Linked DNA regions of Mus musculus: region 2 is linked to region 1. A link is a contact called in public Hi-C data. All regions are on one chromosome and are shown on one strand. Each heading gives the region's core, a stretch centred on a gene start, on an enhancer-like site or on the middle of the called end of the contact. The rest is flanking DNA. Distances are from core to core; before and after follow the strand shown. Region 1 overlaps Agps (alkylglycerone phosphate synthase). Region 2 overlaps Pde11a (phosphodiesterase 11A).

Evidence for each region. Hi-C and Micro-C count contacts between places; a contact is called where the count stands out from the background.
Region 2: a Hi-C map of neural progenitor cells shows a contact between it and region 1, with 4 times the contacts expected there. The contact joins two enhancer-like sites. A contact is called at or near these places in 2 of 15 datasets of contacts at CTCF or cohesin (pro-B cells and stem cell-derived epiblast-like cells), 30 of 484 Hi-C or Micro-C datasets (B cells, the G1E-ER4 cell line, LSK cells and 20 more), 3 of 115 datasets of contacts at active chromatin or transcription factors (acute myeloid leukemia, bone marrow-derived dendritic cells and embryonic stem cells) and 1 of 9 other capture datasets (adipose tissue).

The regions. Positions count from the first base shown.
Region 1 is chr2:75,889,696-75,893,785 of GRCm38.p6, forward strand. It overlaps Agps (alkylglycerone phosphate synthase), which reads left to right. Exons shown (of 20, transcript NM_172666.3): 13 at 2,097-2,173. Among named protein-coding and RNA genes, the nearest start is that of Ttc30b, 47 kb to the right of the region's middle. Within about 2 kb of position 2,501, at least 39 of the 459 cell types and tissues checked have an H3K27ac peak or open chromatin away from gene starts, as enhancers often do.
Region 2 is chr2:76,099,893-76,103,809 of GRCm38.p6, forward strand. All of the region lies in intron 10 of Pde11a (phosphodiesterase 11A), which reads right to left. Among named protein-coding and RNA genes, the nearest start is that of Gm52518, 65 kb to the left of the region's middle. Within about 2 kb of position 2,264, at least 10 of the 459 cell types and tissues checked have an H3K27ac peak or open chromatin away from gene starts, as enhancers often do.

The sequences.
Region 1 (4,090 bases), core at 1,251-3,750:
TAATCAATGCTACTTATACTTTCTGATTAAGAAATGTAGAAATTTATTGTAAAGTTAAAGAACACTAACCAAAATATATTTGGCATGTAATAGTTTGATAGGCAACAATAACAATTAAAAAAAAAGGTAGTGATGTCTTCAAGTTATTATTGATGGTCAACACCGTTAGTATCACTTATATAATAATTGATTTAATTCAGTATTATGTATACGTGTGGCTGACTTCTATCATTGTAAGGGCAATGATGCCGTTCAGAGTCAGCAGATTAAGGTGATCATGGATCCCTACGGATTATTTACATAGAATTAGTAACATTTGGAGTTTTAGTGCATTGTAAAAGGATAAATGGATTTGAAGACTTGTATAAAGCATAATTTAAGTCTTTTGTAAGAAAGACATACTCAGTACTTTAGTGGTACTGGTGATAAAAGCTAGGCTTCAGGCTTGCTATGCAAACATTCTACCCCTGAGTGATATCTCAGCCCTCCTTTTACTTTTTGAGGTGGGATCTTAAGTTGCCCAGCCTGGCCTTGAACTCAATCTTAGTTCAGGTAGGCCTTAAACTTTCAATTCTTCTGCCTCATCCCCTGGAATATCTGGGAATACAGCCCTGAGCCCCAGGTAGTACGTTTATGTGTTTAATTTCTGTTATTAATATAGAATGGGTCCTAATTGTTTAAAAAGAAAAAAGAAGCATTCTGATGATGTGCTATTTCCAAGTTTATAGGTGCTAAAATTATTTTTAAAAGCATAATTATCCTGGAGAAACATCTATAAAATCTTTCAGGAAAGAAAAAATTCCTAAACAAATCAACGTTTGATTCAGGGGCTCAGACACACTGCTGAGTTGGTCTCTGTCCACTCCTGTTCATTTTCTTTGCTTGCTACCTTGTTCATCTCCTCTTTTTAACTGTCTCAGCCAGTCAGGGCTGTCTCTTGGTCTCTGCATAAGACCTAGTTTACTTAGTCTTTGCCTAACCTAGTTTCCTCACTACAATTAGCAAAAATGTAGCAATTAAGTATTATATATTAAATTTTTCACTTAAAATGTAGATGAATTGGCACAAAAGATTGGCAGTGATTGGTTTAGAAACAGCTAGTTTGCCATCTGCATCCTTTTAAAGGAAGGCTTATGCTTCAGAATCCTCAGCCTTAGAAGACTAGAAAAAAGCCGGGTGTGGTGGTGCACGCCTTTAATCCCAGCACTCGGGAGGCAGAGACAGGTGGATTTCTGAGTTTGAGGCCAGCCTGGTCTATAGAGTGAGTTCCAGGACAGCCAGGACACAGAGAAACCCTGTCTCGAAAAACCAAAAGAAAAAAAAAAAAAAAAAAAAGTCTAGAAAAAAACTTTATTTGAAGACGATTTTAGGTTTGCTAAATACTCAGAGGTTTTTTTGTTTTGTTTTGTTTTTTAAATTCTGCATAAACAGGATGGCATGTTTTTCTGAATTGGGCTCATAGCACTAAGGCCAGATGTGAGACTTGACTGGAACCAGCCCCAGAGCTGAGAAGTTTCTCCTCTTTGAAATGATGAGAAAACAGTAGAAGGTTCTCATTCAATTAGGCTTAATCTGCAACAGCGATGTTAATTGAGCAGGCTCTGAAATGCCGTTTGTGTTATTTTGGCAATTTTAACTCCCTGAGTGTGATTAAGAAAGCAATTGCTAGTTTTATGCTAAGAATTCTGGATGAGTTAAGAATTAATTAAGAAATAACTTTAAACTTACGTGGATTCCATATTTGGTTTTAGTTCTGTGTGATTTCTGTATAATTAAAAAATAATAATAGCAATACCAGCCACTACTGGGTTTTCTTAAAATAAAAATTAATGAGGTGATTTTACTGGGTGTAAACAGTACCATTGAAAGATAACTGAAATTATGCATAGTATTAGTTACATGTGGTAATTTGACTGGAAAACAAGCAAACACTGTCATGTTTGAAAGAATGTAGAGGTAAAGATCTTAATAAACATCCATGTAACTTACAACTGTGAAAACTCGCTTTCCCTTAGGGTACTAAATTAAAGCCATCTTTTCATCTCAAAGACACATAATCTGCTATTAATTTAAACTGTAACCTTTTCCCTTCTTAGGTCATGCTCTTAAACCTCAGGTCTCTTCTATTTTTACATCATTTTTGGATGGATTAAAAAAGTTTTATATTACAAAGGTAAGACTAAAAAAATCTAAAATTGTGCATGTATAGGACATGAGTTTTCTTCTTGCCTTCTGGCCATACATACCTCCCCAAAGGCTTTTTTTCCATGCTGTGTTGTGTTTTATGTTGGAGCTGGTATGTTAGTTAGCAACTGGACTGTGCAGTCCGTTTCAAAAGCCTTAGTCTGTGCTTCTCAAGTCTGAAAAGAGTCCTGCATTGAGCAGTCTCGAGCTGACCACATTTTCTGTACTTTGAATTTTCTTTACAGTTGTACTGAGAAGTGAAATGCGGGTGGGTTCATTTGCTCATTTAACCTTTGATTTCTGAGAACTGAGAAGTTGAAAGTGGTTACTAGTGTGTATCGCCATGGCAACAGTGTGTGTCATTTTGTTGTTGTAGCCATGGGGCTTTGCTACTATTGGACTTATTTAGGCAATACTTCTGGAAACTCTAAGAGATTGAACCAATCTCCATCTTTGTCTTTTCATGGTATAATTTTGTGTAAATTAGTAAGTGTAGTCCTTGTGCTAGGGACAGTAACTTGTTTCTCACTGTGTTTTGATACACACCCTTTGAGTAATGGAATTATCAGGTGCCCTTTGCATGGATTTGGTAAATAATGTTTTTCCAATCAAGCACCTCTCTTTTTAATAGTTTTTTTTCTTTTTGATGTCATGGATTCAAGTTTATGTATTTTCCTATGACTGATCACTTCTAAGCTGAGAAAACACTTTCTCTTCTAGTATGCTGAGGACATTTCACTCTCCCACCCCCATCATGTTCTTGTTTTGTGTTGTTTGTGCTGCAAATGAAACTTAGAATCTCATATACTAAGTATGAGGTCTGCCATTAAGCTATATCATATCCCTTACCTGGTTTAATTAACACAGAGTTTTGTTGTGGTTGGTTTTTGTTGTTTTTGTTTATTGTGTGTGTGTTGTTTTTATTTTATTTTGAGCACTTGCTACTAGATGAAGATCTAGATTGATCTTCACCTCCTCCTTCCCTGTTGCTGACCCTTGTGTCACCACTAGTGACTGTGAGTAATGCCTGCTTCTTTTTTCATTGATGCCTAAGGCATCTTATTATATACACTACTACCCCAGAAGACACCACTTTGACACAGTTCCTAATGCTTTGAAATAGTGTCTGTTTTGGTTTTGAAAAGTTAAAAAGATACAAGCTTGTTTTTTCTTTTTCTTTTATTATTTGGAATTTTCTTTGTTACCACCATCACCTGTTTTGTTCATTATTCTAAAAAAATTTTAGAGATTTGTGTTTTTTAAATGACCGCTGGGATTTTTATTATAATCAGAATATTCTAGTGTATCAATTTGGACAAGTATTGGCAAATTTGAAATTATTCATGCATCCAGGAGCATCTGTATTGTCTTTTTTTTTCCATAGCGAATTTACATATCTCTCTCTCTCTCTCTCTCTCTCTCTCTCTCCCTCTCCCTCCCTCCCCCCCTTTCTTTCTCTCTAAAGATTTATTTATGAGTACACGGTAGCTGTCTTCAGACACACCAGAGAAGAGGGTATCAGAACTCGTTATAGATAGTTGTAAGCCATGTGGTTGCTAGGAATCGAACTGAGGACCTCTGGAAGAGCAGTCAGTGCTCTTAACCACTGAGCCATCTCTCCAGCCCTTTTTTTTTTTTTTTTTTCTTTAAAATTAGTTTGGTTCTTTGCACATACAAGGTCTTTCCTGTTAATGTTATATAATATGTCATGGTTGGTTTGTATAGATGTTGTTAGCTCCAATCAGCTGTTTGGCTCTACTAACGAGTTTTGTAATTTGTGTTTGGTGTTTTCAATTACAGTTAAAGTTCTGGCAGGCTACCTGTTGTATTACTATATCAGTAGTATTTATAGTCCCAGAGTATATTTGGAAATGTGATGATTTTGTGCACCGTAGTTTCTTGTGTT
Region 2 (3,917 bases), core at 1,014-3,513, 210 kb after region 1:
GGCGGCCAGCTGCTCCTGCAGGAGCCATCCCAGAGCTAGATGTTCCCAGAACCCTCTCTGTCAGTGGAAAGGGCAGAGGTGAATTATGATATATGTTGGGAAACGTGCCCAGTAGCAGGGGGAATGGGATTAATCAGCTCCAGAATTGTTTGGGATTTGCGCTTTGGATGGAAAAATTATTATCATCCAACAAAACTTTCCCTTGAAGTTGACACTGTAATGCTGGCTGCTGAGGAGGTCCACCCGTGGCAACAGTGGGGCTGGATGACTTTGTAGACTGTGAAAACTAACAAAGATAGGCACGCTCTCATGCATGCACATGCACACACATACAGATACACACATGCACCCACATGTACACATACATACTTACACAAATATACACACAAACTTGCATGCACACACCCAAGTCACTTAAAACCTGAACTCATCTATCAAAGGAGCAAAAAAAAAAAAAAAAAAATCCAAGATTCTATCAGGGCTCATAATCAGAGCTCAAGGATAGGACCAAGCCAAGGCCAGACATTTCTGAAACAAAGAGTTCTGTGCAATTCCGATAGAGAACACTATAAATCCAGCATGCCATGTCTGCCCAGATCATAGCTTTTAAACCAGTATTTTGTTGGGCATTTCTATATGTGTCTTAGGTTTGTCATCTGGAAAGTAAGGGGAAGAGTAATATGGGTTTTGTAACAATTAAATGATATACCAGAAGCAGACCTGGCAGGTGGTGTTCTCAGTTTCTAAAGGACTATCACGTGGAGTGAACTGAATATACACAGGGAGAGAAGAGGACTTCAGCAGCACAAACCGAGTCCCCTCCCCGCCCCCCTCAATGACAGCGTGGTCCTTCCGGGACTTGCCCAATACAGCAGCGGAGTTTAGCCACCAATAGCTCCTTCAGAGCCTTGCTGCTACCACCCAACAGAGCAAGATCTGTAAAAGCATATGAATCAGCAGAAATGCTGGGTTGTAGCGGAGTTACTCTCCGAGAGGAGCAATATGTGGAAGATGCAGTGATTGGCACCGTGCTGTTCTCTAGGAAGGAGAGGAAATGCATTTGTAAAGTCTGGCTGCCTGACACTGCCTAACCAAATAGCTGGGCTCCACACTCTTATCCCTGGATAGGTTGAGAATGTTTGATGTTTTAAGTTCTCCCTAGCCATTCGAGGGGTATGAATTTGATCATCCTTAGCCCTCAGAGGTACTGTAAATGCTGCTCTGGGTATGGCCTCTAGGGCAGTGGTTACTTCTTTGGGGGTTGAACATCCCTTTCACAGGGCTCACAGATCAGATATCCTGTATATCAGGTATTTACATGATGATTCGTAACAGTAGAAAAATAACAGTTATGAAGTAGCAACAAAATAATTTAATGGTTGGGGGTCCCCACGACTTGAGGAACTGTACCAAAGGGTCGCAGCATTAGGAAGGTTGAGAGCCACTGCTCCAGGATCAACTACGAGGCTGGCTGCTATAAGCTTAGGTCCCTTCTGCAATGCTGTCTCAACTTTTTGTTACACTAAGACCTAACAGATTTATCACTTTTTAATTAAATTCTTTATTGTTTATTGCCTCCAACCAAATGGCCAAAGCTCTGAAAATACCAGCCTGTATTACAAAGCAGTCTTAGAATGTTCTCTGTGGCTATAATTGCTCATAATGCTGGATTTAATCCTATATATGCTATATAGTATATATAATATAATAGTAATACAAATATATGAAGGAGAAGGAGACCATATATTTATATTTATGTCTATGTCTTTTCTATCTATCTATCTATCTATCTATCTATCTATCTATCTATCTATCTATCTATCTATCTATCTATCCATCTATAAGACTCAAACCCAAAGTAGGCAAAATTCTGCCTGCCTGCTAAGTTCTTGAGTCTAAATATTCCGAGCTTGGGCTAAAGTGGTGAGCTTCAAGGATTACTTCCCGTGGAGCGAAGTTCACCCCAGAGTTACTTCCATCAAACATTCAGCATGCCTGAGAGGAAGGAAAGAAACTTCTACATCGTTCACTGGCTCAGGCCTGGCAGAGATGCACTTGAAGGCCTAGGGCCTGCCAGAGAACTAGCTCAAGCACAGAGCCGCACTCGTGCCAAGGAAACAGACAACAATAAAGATAATTAATGGGGCATCTGACCCTCTGACCTCTAGACTCTTACAAGGCACCACCTCGTCAACCCCTGCCCCTCCGTGTGACCTCCATGCCTTCCCAGGATGCCGTGCTGTGGTACATCAAGCATGCCGACCAGGCGCTGGCTTTGTTCATGAGGCTAAAGCTAAGGGGAACATTTGTTCTCTAGCCCTCCAGATCATGCCTGGGTAGAATGAATCAACGTTGGTGTCACTAACATATTCCAGGTCATGTACACGCACGCCAATGTTATTATATCTCAAAATTACTTGGAAATCCATCTTTGAGGTTTTAACTATTTCCCTAAAAAAAACCCAAAAAACAAAAAAACATGGCTTTGGAAATTCTTACGTGGAGCAAGGATGGCACCCAGTGGCCAAAGTGCTTCATCTCAGATCCTGTGTTCTCAAGGATTCGCATTTGCTTATCTTCTTGGAGACAATAAACTACTGAGCGATCCTTCTCTCATGCCAGAGCTAAAACTCTAAATCATAGGACTATACTTTTAAACTGAACAAAGAAACACACACACACACACACACACACACACACACACACTGGGGGTGTATTTCAATGAGTGTGTGTATGTGAGTGTGTACTTTAAAAAATTTATATTTTAATAATCGAATTTCAAATAAGCCACATACTGTTCATGATATCCCTAATATATATAAAAATAAGTTATACATCCCTCACTCCACATCTTACTTCCCATAGATCTTATCTGGTTCATACGTTCTCATGCCCTGAGCATAAGACTTTATCTCCTGACAAGTACTTTATCATTAAAGTGATGTTTGCAATCTTCTCCCGGTGTTATCTTTCTCACACGGTCCTTGGCAGCCTGGAGAGGGCAGGATAATAAAGTGGAACCCTTCTTTTCTCTTTGAGATTTCCAGATGTTGAGAGATTTCTACATTGCAAGATAGGCAACTGGACTAAAGAAGATAGGCGACGTGTCGGAATAATGGATCCTCTCCCCCAGATCTACAAATGAGGCAGGGCCTCCATGTTTCCTGCTTCCCATTTCCATACATGTCTAAACAGTCTGAAATCCCAGGGGAGGAAGCCATGTGGATGGTACAAACATGAATCCAGAGAGAAATTTATAACAAAACATCACACACTAACGAGCGCCACAGATAGTCCTCAAAAAAGAAAAAGTCTCCCTAGACATCTTCACTATTGCTTGTTTGCCTCCAAAGCTGTCAAAATGCCGCTAAGTTTCCAAGAATAAAATCTGAATCAAAAGAAATTGTCTCAGCATAAAATTCCAAGACTTCACTTTCATATTCCATTAATGCATACGGATTGTTCTAGAATCAAAAGGAACCAGGGCTGGGGGAAGCCATCAAAGTCAGGTACACTTTTCTTCCTAGATCTTATTGTTTGTTTTTTGGGTTGATTTTTTTTCCCCTTTACAGACAGCGTCTCACTATGTAGCCCAGGCTGGCCCAGAGCTCTTGGTTTTCCCGTGGCTGTGCCTTCTGAGTGCTGGGATTGCCATAGTGTGTACCACTCCTGCCTTTCTTGGTGGTTAACTCTTGGTTGCTTCACTCATCCAGTGCCTTCACTAAGAGACTAAGGGTCATGAGCAAGGGTACTGCTTTTGTTTGCTTTGTTTTTAATAGCCACTGCTATTTCTTAGCTTTAAATACACAGTTACTATTTAAACATTTATGGGTAGAGCTAGGGTATAGATTCTGTACTGATGAGTTTAAGTCTTGGCTTACCAAACATTGCAACATTTCCCCTCATGAATCATTACG